Linked DNA regions of Sus scrofa: region 1 is linked to region 2. Evidence: chromatin contacts called from public HiChIP or PLAC-seq data. All regions are on one chromosome and are shown on one strand. The core of a region is the stretch at or near the end of the contact, and the rest is flanking DNA. Distances in the headings are between cores, read along the strand shown.

Region 1 (6,552 bases), core at 3,114-5,613, 49 kb before region 2:
GTATTCTGGCCATTTTCTGCTGCACAGAAAGGTGACCCAGTCACACATACATGTATACATTCTTTTTTCTCACATTATCATGCTCCATCACAAGTGACCAGACATAGTTCCCAGTGCTACACAGCAGGATCCCACTGCTTATCCATTCCAAAGGCAATAGTTTGCATCTACTAACCGCAAATTCCCAGACCATCCCACTCCCTCCTCCTCCCTCTTGTCAACCGCAAGTCTGTTCTCCATGTCCAGAAGTTTCTTTTCTGTGGAAAGGTTCATTTGTGCCATATATTAGATTCCAGATATAAGTGAGATCATATGGGAATTGTCTTTCTCTTTCTGACTTCCTTCACTTAGTCTGAGAGTCTCTAATATACTTCAATTTTCAAAAAGGGGAAAAAGGTTAAAAAAAAATAAAGACAGAAATATAGTGGGGAAGGGAAATCAGATCAGTTAATATATTATCATTAAAATATTATCAGTTAAAATATCTCATCTTTATTTAATGAGTTATTTCCACAATCTCCTTTATATTTTTTCCTTTGTGGAATATACAGCTTTCCTATGTATTCATATATATATGTATTTTTTTTTCTATCTCCAATAATACAGTTTGTTTACAAATGCAAGTTAATAGGTATGTCCCGTGAATGGGAGGGGTATGGAATAACCAGTGAAGGGGTACAGACGTGGATGGCTTTTGGTAAAGCCAGAGGCTTCCTCAGGCTGCCAACAGCCCTGTGCTTCATACTACATTACTGCAATTTAATCTCTCAGGGTTCTTTGCTCCAGAGAACAAATTCAGTCTCGGCCACAGGAGGGCCTCTGCTCCCCTGAACTGCCTGTCTGACAAATTGGGAATTCAAAGGTAGGAGGAGGAGTGGAATCAGGAGCAGAAAAACAGTAACTTTTTTTAAATTGTGGTGAATGAAACATTTGGCCATCATCCAAACATGTCCTCAAATTGGCAATGTCTTCAGGTAGCATTTGCAAAGTATTAGTTGGACTACACTTTGGACAAAAATCCCTAGCCTTGGCCCATCAATGCAAACATACAAAATATCCTGCCATCTCCCTGCTCCACCCCAATTCACATGCCCACATGGCTGAGGGGGTCACAGGGCGAGTTTGGACACCAGCATGAGGCTGTCTCCATTCTGGCCAAGGGCACCATGGATTTACCAGGGTGTGCCCATCACAGTGAACTCAGGCCAAGGGGCTCCTCTCAAACTGCTGGCTCTGGGGCTACCACGCCTCCTCATAGGAACAAGTGTCACCCTCCACGGGGCCAGCTTTCTGCAGTCAGTTAGTATGGGAATGGCCAGCCAAACTGTGATCTCACTGGGGCTGCAAACCTACTTAAAATGTAAACAGTGATGATAAAGATGAATAATTCCCGTGTCTCCAGGGTGCGTATGAGTTTACTTATCTCTCCCGTCAGCCCTGCAGTGTTGCTGTTTGGCCGCCCTGTAGAAGATCTGGTTTTCGTGATCCTGCAAATAAACAATTAGGTCAGTAGCTCTTCAGGTTCTGCAGCTTTTGATGGGTCTGTTTTCTGCCTAAGTTGTTACTGCTCCCTACAGAATAACAGAGACTGAGTTATTTTGAGCTAAAGCTGGGAGAGAGGGGCTGAGTGGGGTGAAATCAAGGGGTGGGGTGAGGAGGGGTGGGAAGGACGTGGGCAGAACAGACGGTTAGCCAGGATTCTCCCCTCCAAGCCTCAGCATAGCTGGGATGCACAATTGCCCTGGGCTGCTGGTGCCCATGGCCTTAATCATCTCCAGAGTGGGGTGATGCTGCTGAGGCCAAGAGAGAGAATTGCTCCAGCGGGGGGGGCTCCTTTAACCGAGCTTTTACAGGAATTATAGTCTGGCCACAGCTGGCTGCCTAGGCTGGCTTAACTCCTCTCCTTTCTGCGGGGGGTGTGAGGAGAACCAGCTTCCCCATTAACTTGAGGCCTGCGTTTTATCGACTGAGAACACTCGGGATCCTAGTTCTGGGGCCATCTGTGACCTGTCGTGCTGTAATAGCTTGGTTTTCCCCGTGTTCGGCCCCCTCCCCGAGTACTTAGTGTTAAATCATGGGGGGAGGAAGTGTGAACAGAGGAAAAACAGCACTATTACATGACCCCCGATGAGACTGCTGTGATAGAATTAAAAGCTGCCGCCCTAGGACATTCTAACAGATGACATTGTGAGGTTGCCAAGGTAACCAGGATATAGTTCCAGCATCTTTGGGGTTGATGCTGGGTAGGCAAGGTCAGTTAGAGGTGAGGTCCAGGTGCCCAGGGTGTATCCCCTGGCTGGCCGGTCCATGGCAGTCAAGTGGAAAAATGAAGGTTGACCTCTACAAAACACAAATGAACCCACCCTTGTCTCTTCATTGGCTATTCCAGGTGAAGGAGAATCAGAATACTCCAGATAGTGTGTAGGTTACACAGAGCCAGTAAAGATCTGGATAAGATTGATTCACCCATTCATTCCATATATGTCTACATATGTTTACTAAACACCTACTATGTACCAGGTAGGAGGCATCAGATTATCTAGAGGGAAAGGTTGGCAGGTCTAGAAAACTCTTAAAAAAAAAAAAAAAAAATGCAGATCCAAGCAGGAAAGAAAGACATTTATGACATTTACACACCGTTAGTACTCAGGAAAGTGTTGCGTGGAAAAAAATGAAAACAATCAGAATAACTTATTAACCCCAAGGACCTGGTGTTAAAAAAAAAAATGATGTGCAAAAATTGCATTGCTTAAAAGAAATCAACCTCCTCCCCCAAACACACCAAGTTATGCTGCATCCCTCCCCTGCTTCTCTTTATCTTCTTTTAAATACTCTGTGTTTACTTTTGAACTTCTGGGTAAAACCTTTAAATGTTATTTCCTTTCTCCCATGTAAGGATCAGAAAGAGTTCAGATGGGCCCTGCCTTGCAATGACTCAAGAACTTGGGCATATGAATAACAAACATTCCTTCTTTTGGCCTCCTAAGTGGGTGTTCAAAACCACCACTGGGCACCACTGGACACTTGTACAACTTATCCACATATAATATTGTCTGAATCTGAACTTGGTCTGTCATCTGATCTTGTTTTCTCCTAGATGGTAAAGCCAAGCAGGGGAGAGAGTGAGAGAGACTAGAGGGGCTGGTGGTGAGCGATACCAGCAGGCAGCGAAGTGGGAATGGAAAGGGGCAAAAACCAGAAACAAAATGGCAGTGGAGGAGGGGGAAGGCACACAGAATTGGGATGGCTACAGAGAAGGCAAACTAGGAAGAAAATATCTCAGAAGCTGTGGTTAGAGGAAGTCCTGAAAACGAAATAGTGCTTCTTTACCCCTGGGGAGTGTTATTAGTATCAGAATGACATCATTAAAGCACCGTTGGGGCCTCCATCCTGTGGGCTCCAATGCCTAAGGGCCCCTCTTTGCCCAACCAGAAAATGTAGATAATCAGATTATGTCCCCTGTCTTGTTTCAGTCTCCTTATAATAATATTAATAACAATAATAACAAGGATAAGAGCTACGTTATAGGGTGCTTTCCTAAACACTTTACACATAGAACCCATGAGAAAGTGCTATTTAAGAAAGGAAGAAACAGGCCCAGAGCAGTTAAGTCACTTGCCCAAGTCACACAAAGTAAATATGGATGGAGGCCAGCAGGCCCAACCAGATGATTTGGCTCTAGGGCTCCCGCTATTAACCCTTACACTGTAATTTTACTTTGTCTAAAAAGCTCCAAGAAGAAAGATTTCTATAATGGGCTCACTGCCTCACATCTTTGATTCACTAACGTGGGCCTGGCCTGGCGTTTTTATTTATTTAATTGCCTCCTCAGGCAGCCTCAAGTTGCAGGCTAAGACGGTTCCCCAGATCTTCTCAAAACTTCTGGGCACCTGAAGTAACTGGGCTAGGGTGTGGCACGGGGGACAGTGGCATGATCCCACTCCCTAAGCACAATCTCTTAAGAAATAACGCATATGCCTGGGGATGGGCCCACCTGTGGCATGAGGAGGAACGGTCCTCTCTTCTCTGTGGTCCTCCCAGCCCCCAAACGAGCACCTTCGGTGGCAGTCGCCCTCCAGTATCCAGCTCCAAATTTGAGGGTTCCCAGCCCCACGCGCGTTCTTGACGCACGCAACCTAGGTTAAAACGGGTTGGGACGGTGGGCGGGTGAACCTCTGACCTCTGCGAGGAGGGGCAACTAGGGTCGCCGGCAGCGGGGAGCGCACAGGTTGCGGGCTGCGTGGAGGCGACGGAGCGGCGAGTGGAGGGGGCGCGGGGCCCGCTCGTCGCTCCCGCGGCTGCTGTTAGGGGCCGCGCGGCTCCCCAGAAGATGCGGCGCAGCATATTTTGCACATGAGTTCAGAGGAAGAGGAAGTGTAGCCGGCGGACGCGCGGCGGCGACGGGGGCGCGTCGGGGCTGGAGCCGGAGCGCGCCGGGCTCAGGGCGCAGCGAGCGGGAGCGCGGCGGCCGCGGGCTCCGCGGAGGGACGGGCGCACAGATCGCAGGAGGGACAGACCCAAGAGCACGCCTCGCAGCCGGCCACGTTCCCACCCCCTGGCGCCCACGCCTTCTCCGCACCGCCTCCTCTATATGGCACAAACTTTCCTCCCGGGACGGAACACGCTGTCTTCGGGAGCCCGCGCCCGCGCCTTCTTCTCGCCTGGTCCAGAACGGTAGGTGGACGCCTGCCGAACTCGGGGTGGAGGAAGGACCCGGCGGACGGGGCGAGGGGGGAGCCGGTGGGCGCCTCCTTGGAGGTTGCCCGGGCTGGGCATGCTTCTCGGGCGTCGGGGCTGCCACCCCTGTTCCCCGCACCTTTGGCCGGGATTGGATGGGGTCGGGCCGGATCCGTGGGACGCGGCGGTATTGGGCCAACTTTTTTTGGGTGGGGGGGGGCGCGGAATCCTCCCTGGCGCGCTATGGAGAGAGGCACCCCAGAGCAGTCTGTTGAGGGCCGTGGGCTCCGCATGCTCGGGGCGCCGAGGAAGGAAGCCGAGGGGGCTACAGGTGGGTCTAGGACACTGCTGCACGAGGTCCTCGGCAAAGATCAGGCGGGAGCTGGCCGCGGAGTCCGGGTTGCTGAGGGCGCGAGGCCGGGGTGGGCTGGGGCGGGGCGGGGCGGAGACGGCTCCTGCTGCCGTTGTGCGTGCGCCCTGGGAGGTGCGTTTGTTCCCGGTTCCCCGGACAGGGGTGCTGGACCGGCGGGAGCAGACGTGCCGCGCGTTTAGAGGAAGCGCCAGGGCCACGGGAGGCTCAGAGACTTGGGGCGCAGGGTGTGTGTGGGTCCCAGCACTAAAAACGGGCATCTCTCCTTCTGTGAGAGGGTTTCTTCTCTCGTCCTCACCTATTTCCTAGGCTAAGGGAAGCCAGCGTGGACCTGGGTCAGGGAGGGGTGGTGGTGGCGTTTATTTCAGGAAGCCCCGTGATCAGGCATGCACACCCCCTTCCTGGGTCAGGGCTCATGCCCTTCACCTGGTGTGGCGCTGTCTTTGGCAATGAGAACGGCTTGGAGGCCAAGGTGCTGTACCCAGGCATGCTGCTGCCTCCCTGTTGCTTGCACTTGGCTGCCCAATGTGCTAGTGGGTGGTCCCCAGGGACGCTGGATGGTGTCAGCGAGTTTGTTAGGGGCTTTAAAAACAAACAAAAAGTATTAAAAAAAAAAAAAAAAAGTCTGGCACCAATCCCTATATTTGAGTGGCTGCCCTGTTTCCAGCAACAGTCCCTTGTTGTAATTGGTACAGCTGTTTTCAGATGCTGGGCGCAGTCAGGCGAGGCTTCTTCCAGCCCCTGCCATCGTGTGTCATCTCAGGATAAGTGAGGCCCTGCCAGGAAGGAAGGCAGGCGTAATGTGAGCAACCTTTAGGTCTGTGGGTAGGGCTTGCTCTGCACTCCACATGTCCCTGGTCTGGAATTCCCAATTTGTACCTCTGAACAGCTGAATTCCCTACCAAGTTCAAATGACCCCAGATGTCACCAGGCTCCACAGGGGGGTTTAGCGACAAGCTGTTTGGGGCTCTTTGGTGCGTGTGTTCTAACCTCAGTGAAATCACTTTAACCTCAGAGGGAGCTCTGCATCCTCTTTTGCCTTCAGTGGGGTTTCTGGCCTGAGAGCTGGGACGTCATCCTCTGGCTGCGTTTGTATAACAAGTTGCTGGGTTGGTTTTTCTTTGTTTGTCTTTTGGCTACATGGATGTGGTGCACATGGAAGTGGGCTCTTGTGCAGTAGCTGATAGATTTGGTGCAGGAACTGAAAGAGAATAAATTGGGAATACAAGTCAGTGAGTTCTTTTTCTCCCTCTTGAGCAGGAATTTTTGGCTTGCATTCAAATCATTGCTTTGTCTATAGGGAAACAGGCAGAAAATCTTTGGCATGAGTGATGTAAGTTCCTGTAAAGCTACTTGTATTCTTCCAGTCTTAACTTTTTAACAGAATTGAAATTATGTGGGCTCATGACTTGGTAGTCATGAATGTCTTGCTAAATTTCTAAGGAGGTGGGCTAGGGAGTGGGCGCTGTGACTCTTTCCCCCACCCATCTTGTTTTAAAAAATAT
Region 2 (6,435 bases), core at 3,647-6,146:
GAGGTCATCTTGTGTTGGGACAAAGCCTGCCTCAGTTTCAGACGGGATGTCACAGCCACCTGGAGTTTGACCCTACAGAGTTGTCCCTGCCTTGCTGAGCATGCCCACCTGGTCAGGCCGGGTGTCCCTGTAATTCCAGAACATTCCAGCCAAATCTCATCCATGCCTCCCACCATACCCTTGACAGAGTTTTGGACCCCTTTGGGCTTCAGTCAGTTCTCCCATCTCTTTCTAGCCTCCATCGTTTGGTGTCTTATTCTGAGACTTTTTAAGGTTCTAATTTCTTCTCACAAACTGGGCTCCGGTTGTATCTGCCCAAGTAGATCTTCTCTGCTGCTTCCATAGATTCAGCGTTTAATGAATTCCTGGGTTTCATTTCTTGGTCACAGAGAAGCAAAGGACTATGTGGGGCAGGATGTGGCTTCACTCTGTGGCGCCTGGTCCCAACACCTTTTTTTTTTTTTTCGTTTAAGGCAAAATCCCCAGTTTCATAAACAATCATAACACTCCTCACATCGTTCAGGCAAGGAAAAAAAAAAAAAGAAAGAAAGAAAAAAATGTGTCTTTCCCTCTACAATTTTCCTAGGCAGTTTTGTTTCATTTTTGTTTTTTACAGCTTACACTTCTTTTTTTTAATTTAAAAAAATTGTTGTTATAGTTGATTTCAGTATTCTGTCAATTTCAGCTGAACAGCAAAGTGACCCAGTTATACATACATTACACCTCTTTTTTTGCATTTTATGGTATGTAAATTATTTTTTTTCTTTCTTTTTTTTTTTTTTTTTTGTCTTTTTGCCTTTTTCTGGGGTCGCTCCCGCGGCATATGGAGGTTCCCAGGCTAGGGGTCTAATCAGAGCTGTAGCCGCCGGCCTACGCCAGAGCCACAGCAGCGCGGGATCCGAGCCACGTCTGCAACCTACACCACAGCTCATGGCAACGCTGGATCCTCAACCAACTGAGTGAGGCCAGGAATCGAACCCACAACCTCATGGTTCCTAGTCGGATTCGTTGACCACTGAGCCATGATGAGAACTCCCTGTAAATTATTTTTTAAATGATTTTTATTTTTTTCCATTGTAGCTGGTTTACAGTGTTATGTCAGTTTTCTACTGTACAGCAAAGTGACCCAGTCACACATACGTATATGCATTTTCTCACATCATGCTTCATCATAAGTGACTAGATATGGTTCCCAGTGCTATACAGCAGGATCTCATTGCTTATCCATTCCAAATATTACACTTCTTAATGCTACATCAGCTGTTAGGGACGTGGGAAGGAAAGGAAAAGAAAAACAGTGAGTGCAAGAGCCATGGGTAAGAACCAAAGCCGGTAGAAGAGATCCTTGTAGAAAGATGCTGTGAGGTGAATTCTGAGGCTCTCTATTGGCACTGATGAAAATGGCTGAAGAAAAGGCCCTTACAAACTGCTATATACAAAACAGATAAACAGCAAGTCCTACTGTATAGCACAGGGAACTATATTCAAAAACCATAATGGAAAAAAATTAGAAAGAATGTGTATGTGTGTGTGTATAACTGAATCCCTTTGCTGTTACACTGGAAACTAACACAATATCACAGATCAAGTATATTTCAATAAATATTCTTCAATAATATACTTCAGCTGTGCTTAAAATTTTTTTAAAGTACTCAGGTAAATTTCCCAGGATCACTTCTTTAAAAGGATGGTTTCTTTCTAAACTACATCTTAAGATCTTTCAAATTCAAAGGACTAAAAGAAAATGTTTAAAAGTAAAATATTCTACTTTTTAGATATAATTTTTGGATCAAATTTGTGACATGGCAGAGTTGTGCTTTTTTTTTTTTTTTTTTTTTATGGTGGCACCTGTGACATATGGAAGTTCCCGGGCTAGGGATTGAATCAGAGCTGCAGCTGCCAGCCTCTGCCATGCCATTCCATGGCAACACCAGATCCAAGAGGCATCTGCAACCCATGCCACAACTTGCAGCAATGCCAGATCCTTAACCCACTGAGCAAGGCCAGGGGTCGAACCCTCATTCTCACAGACACTATGTCAGGTTCTTAACCAGCTGAAGCCGCAATAGGAACTCCTCATTTTGTGATTCTTAAGGAGCTTGGGGTAGCCAATTTACCATGCATTGTGCCTGTCTGAACAACTTTTGTGAAGGAGTGATGGAAGAACAACTCGGGTCCTATTCCCATGTCTGCCCTGGCTCCTGGTGATCCTGCTTGAGTCACCTCCCCTCTTACCTCCTGTTTATTCAGCACTTGACTCTGTGCCAAGTCACTACATAGGATCTGAATGTGATTATCGCACTAATCCTGTAAGGCAGGTACTATTACCGTCAACATTTTCCAGTAGCAGAGTGAGGTGCAGAGAGGCTACATAACGTGTGGAGGGAGACCCAGCTTTTATGTTGTGAGGCTGTAGTTTGAGCCTAGGCTGTCCTGACTTCTAAGCTCACAGTGGTAACTACTGTGCATATGATCCCTCCTTCTGCACAAAATAAGTTATGATGTGTGACTCAATTTTTCTTTTTAAAATGAGTTATGGTGGGATATGGCCATTATAGGCTTTGATTTATAGTAACACATTATTATTTGTCTTTGTGATTTATTTAAAAATATCATTTTGATCATAAATTCAGCCTTGGGTATAACTTGTTCCTTGAGAAAAGGTCATGCATATTAAAATGGTTTTCTTTAACGTGTGGTTTCTGAGAACAGACCTGCAAAGTGGGGGGTCACCTGTCTTTTTATATTGTAGGTGTAGCGTATGTGACACTTTTCAAAGCTCTTTTTCTTGCCTGACCCTGCTTCATCTTTGAACAACTCTGTCTCTTGGGTTGGACAGGTACTGAGTGTAGTTAGGAAGCTGCTTTAAAATTCTTGTATAACTTCCAAGTCACTGTGGGATCTGTTTTCACTGATTGTCTTTTTTCTTGAGAATGAACAACATTTTTTTTTATCATTGTTGGTCTGGATCATTTTGGATTGTTTCCTGGACATTGTGACTGTTTAGATTCTAAGCAGTTGTGGAGACTCTAAATTCTGTTATATTCCTCTGATAGAGTTGATTTTTCTGTTTGTTTGTATTAGCAGGCAGTTTACCTGATTGGACTCGAACTGTGAACTCTGTTTCTTGGGTGGTGGCTCAAGTCTCAGTTTTTTTTTTAGCCTTAATTAGGCTAGTCAGAGAGTACCTCATGTGTGGGTGGTCCAGGATTCAGCCAGAGACATGGACAGAGTTTATACTCAGAATTTGAGGCTTCCTTGCTCTGGCTCTCTCCTTTCTGTGATTCCCTCTTCATATTCCAGCAGCTGATTCCTGGATCCTGTCTTCTGTTTCTCCAAGCCAGGGAGACTCTGGGTTTCTGAATTTTAATTAGCCTTCTGGTACAGATGAGGACTTGACCCTGAGCTAAGCCATAAATAACAAGAACTTTCTTCTAAGTATAGACTTCCCTCCACTATCCGCCTGCCTTGGCTCACTCTCCAGTGTCCTGAGATAGGGGGTTTTGTTTTTGGGTTTCCTCCAGAGCTTATAAAGTTGCATCTTCAGGAAAGTTGATCTGATAGGAACCTCCTCAGCCTTATAAAAGTGGAGCTGGGAAAATAAATCCTAACACCCCCAATTTTAAAGATGGGCAAGTAAAGGCACTGAGGGATCCCATCTCTGAGCTTGTTAATGTGACTAAATACAATTTTTTGGGTCTGTAGCCTGGTCTTCTTCTTGTCCATCACTTCCCATCCACCTCCTACTTATGTGCCTTGGCTTGCAGTTGTCCAGGGGAAATTTTTCTACTTCAGTGCCATCGGAAATATACCTGAGGCCCTCCGACTGATTCTGATACGGGCAGGCACTGTGGCATGCAATGGATAGGGCATGTTTTCAGGTCTCTGATAGATCCTTATTTAAATTTCACTCTATTCCTTGCTAACCCGTGATCTTGAGCAAGTTATGTCACCTTTCTGAGCCCACAGCAATGTGGGGTCACTGTTAGGATGCAAAGAGCTGCTTCATCTGGAGGGCCTGGTACAGAGTAGACCGCCAGGAAATGCCTCTGTGTGGACAGAAAGTGTCCTTGGGGGTGTGTTTTCTGTAGTTTATCATCCATCTTCCTAAGGGGCTGGCCTTGGCTCTGCATCCAGGTGTTGTGGATATGGGAATAAGGAAGGAAAAGCTTCATGTTTGAGGTAAGCAAGCACCAGCCAGGCCCAAGGCCATCTTTCCTGGAAGTTTTGGGGGACCCCAGACCTGGTGTCAGCCCTGAGCTTCCCTCTGAGGACCCTGTTCCCCCACTCTCCCTGGAGTCAGGCTTCCATTCCTTGGTTCCTGGGCCAGCCAGGCTTGTGTTGAAGGCTCTGGACATACCTTTGCTGTGGCTCTCAGTGTTGGCTTATTTCCCTGTCCCTATGACCAGTATCCCACGTTTGTCCTGCCTAATACGTATAACAGTCTTGAAGCTGGCGGCTGCTGGCCTCCTGCTCTTGTGAAATGCGTAATGATCATGGTACAATCATGGAATACTTGATAATCGCAATAGCAACTGCCACCTCATAAGGCATTTACAGTGTGCCAGGCACTGATCAAGACCGTTCATGTGCATTAGCTTGCTTCATCCTTAGAACACTCAGGGAGCTACGACTATACCATGCTTATACCCATTTTATAGATGAGAAAACTGCTAGAGAGTAGCACAACTGGGATTGGAGCCAGGTGCCCAGCTCTAGAAGCTGTGCCCTTGGCCACTTCTCTAAATAGCTAGATGTTTTTTTTTTACATGTAGCTGGGTGAGTACCTGCGGGGTAGGGACACTGTTATTCTTTTACTTATTTGGACCGGGAATAGACCAGGAACTCAAAGATTGTGAGTGGCATGTTGCCAGAGGAAACTCCACCTTAGTGGCCTGCTGTTGGATGCGATTCAGGCTGGCCTCCTGCCAGGACAGAGGTGGCTGCATGCACAGGTCAGCCCCCGGAAGAAGAAGCTCATATACCCTTTTCTGGCTGCATCCGATGAGGTGGCATTTTCTGCCTCAGTCATAAAGATTTAATTGCTCCCCGGGGTACTGGGCACTGGGGTCTTTTTTAAGTCATCTTTGACGATTCATGAAAATGAGCTCCACCGGAATTGGCTTCAGCTTGTCGCAATTTCCTTACCATTTTTAATCCGAGATCTTATTTTAGCCCTATCTTTTTTCTGAATCAAGTTACATTTGTTTTTAAACTCCAAATGCTGGGTTGTGTGTGAAACAGTACTTCGGTCTTTTTCTCTATCTCATCACTCTCCTTGGGCTGACTTAGGCATTGGGCCTCTCATTGAAAGATAATAAAGATACAAAAACCATCTGAAATGTTTTTGTAGCTTCGAAGAGAAAACACCATCACAGGGGGTTGGGAGTTAGGGGCACATTCAACAGCCATGGGATCCAGACAGACAGCATCTGAAGGAGCCCTGCTTATCTATTTGCAAGAATTCTGGACAGAACTCAGCACATCAGAAGTTAACAGAGAGGATTTGGAAAATCCTGAAGATAAGTTGGCAATGAAGGAGATAAAAAGCTTGTTGCCTGAAAGGGGATGAAGTATGAGCCACATAAATTAAGCTGACAGAATTTCTAGAAAGTGTGCTGAGGCATCGCCCACTGGGGCGTAGAAATACCTCTCAGCCGGTTATCATTCCAGGGCTGGAGTCTCCGTATTGATGTTTTTGTGTAAGCACTTCCTGAACGCTCTGGTCTCTGAGTCTGGTGGGCTTGATTTATGAAGAAAATGTGGCCATCATGAATGGGAAAGGGGCTGAGGAATTAAGTTGGGAGGAGTAAAGGTGAGCCCCTCCCAGCCTCTTCCCCCAAAGTGTGATCTGCAGACCAGCGTTGCTGATACGTGGGAACGGAGGAGACTGAGGGGCAGGGCAGGGCATTTGACAGCCCCTTTCTGTGGTTCAGGTCCTGCTCTGTTAGCTGGGAACAGCTCTGGTCCTCCTGCCTAGAGCGAAGGTTGGTTTCTGAAGGGGGATGGGGTTTCATTTGAAAATCAGGAATGAGCTTGAGGTCAGGCTCAGAAAGCAAGGAGGGCATGGCTGATTCCCTAGAAACTGCCTTCTTGGCGGTGATTATCTGTGAGCAGAAAGGAAGGAGCCGGTGCGTTCTTTCCTGGGCTTTCTGAACCACCAGTGGGGAAATTAAGAGTCGATGATGTCAGAGGTCTCCTCAAATTTTGTGATTCAGTCATTTTGGTAGTAGTTTTACTCTCAGAAGTAAACGACTGTAGAGCTGTTTATAGATAGCGCATCTTTAAAATGGAGTAAAATACTGTAACTTTTTCATGACGAATTCTGAAGTAAGAGTGTGGTCTTGAGTCACTCGTTTGCTGGTTGGGATGGTGGGATGATGTGCTTTGAAGGGGTTCTTCATTTGAAGAATAGAACAGCTGAGGCAGACAGGC

What was found. HiChIP or PLAC-seq counts read pairs in DNA pulled down with a chosen protein or histone mark.
Region 1: a contact with region 2 is called in an H3K27ac HiChIP or PLAC-seq map of skeletal muscle. The contact joins the promoter of RFTN1 here to the enhancer-like site in region 2. A contact is called at or near these places in 4 of 47 Hi-C or Micro-C datasets (embryonic fibroblasts, fetal heart ventricle, heart right ventricle and 1 more) and 2 of 2 datasets of contacts at active chromatin or transcription factors (alveolar macrophages and skeletal muscle).

What each region holds. Positions count from the first base shown.
Region 1 is chr13:3,672,883-3,679,434 of Sscrofa11.1, reverse strand. It overlaps RFTN1 (raftlin), which reads left to right and starts at 4,363. Exons shown (of 10, transcript XM_021071357.1): 1 at 4,363-4,674.
Region 2 is chr13:3,624,247-3,630,681 of Sscrofa11.1, reverse strand. The region is part of intron 2 of RFTN1 (raftlin); the gene reads left to right. Among named protein-coding and RNA genes, the nearest start is that of RFTN1, 48 kb to the left of the region's middle. Within about 2 kb of position 4,896, at least 4 of the 83 cell types and tissues checked have an H3K27ac peak or open chromatin away from gene starts, as enhancers often do. A contact at or near this core is called in skeletal muscle, where this site is marked.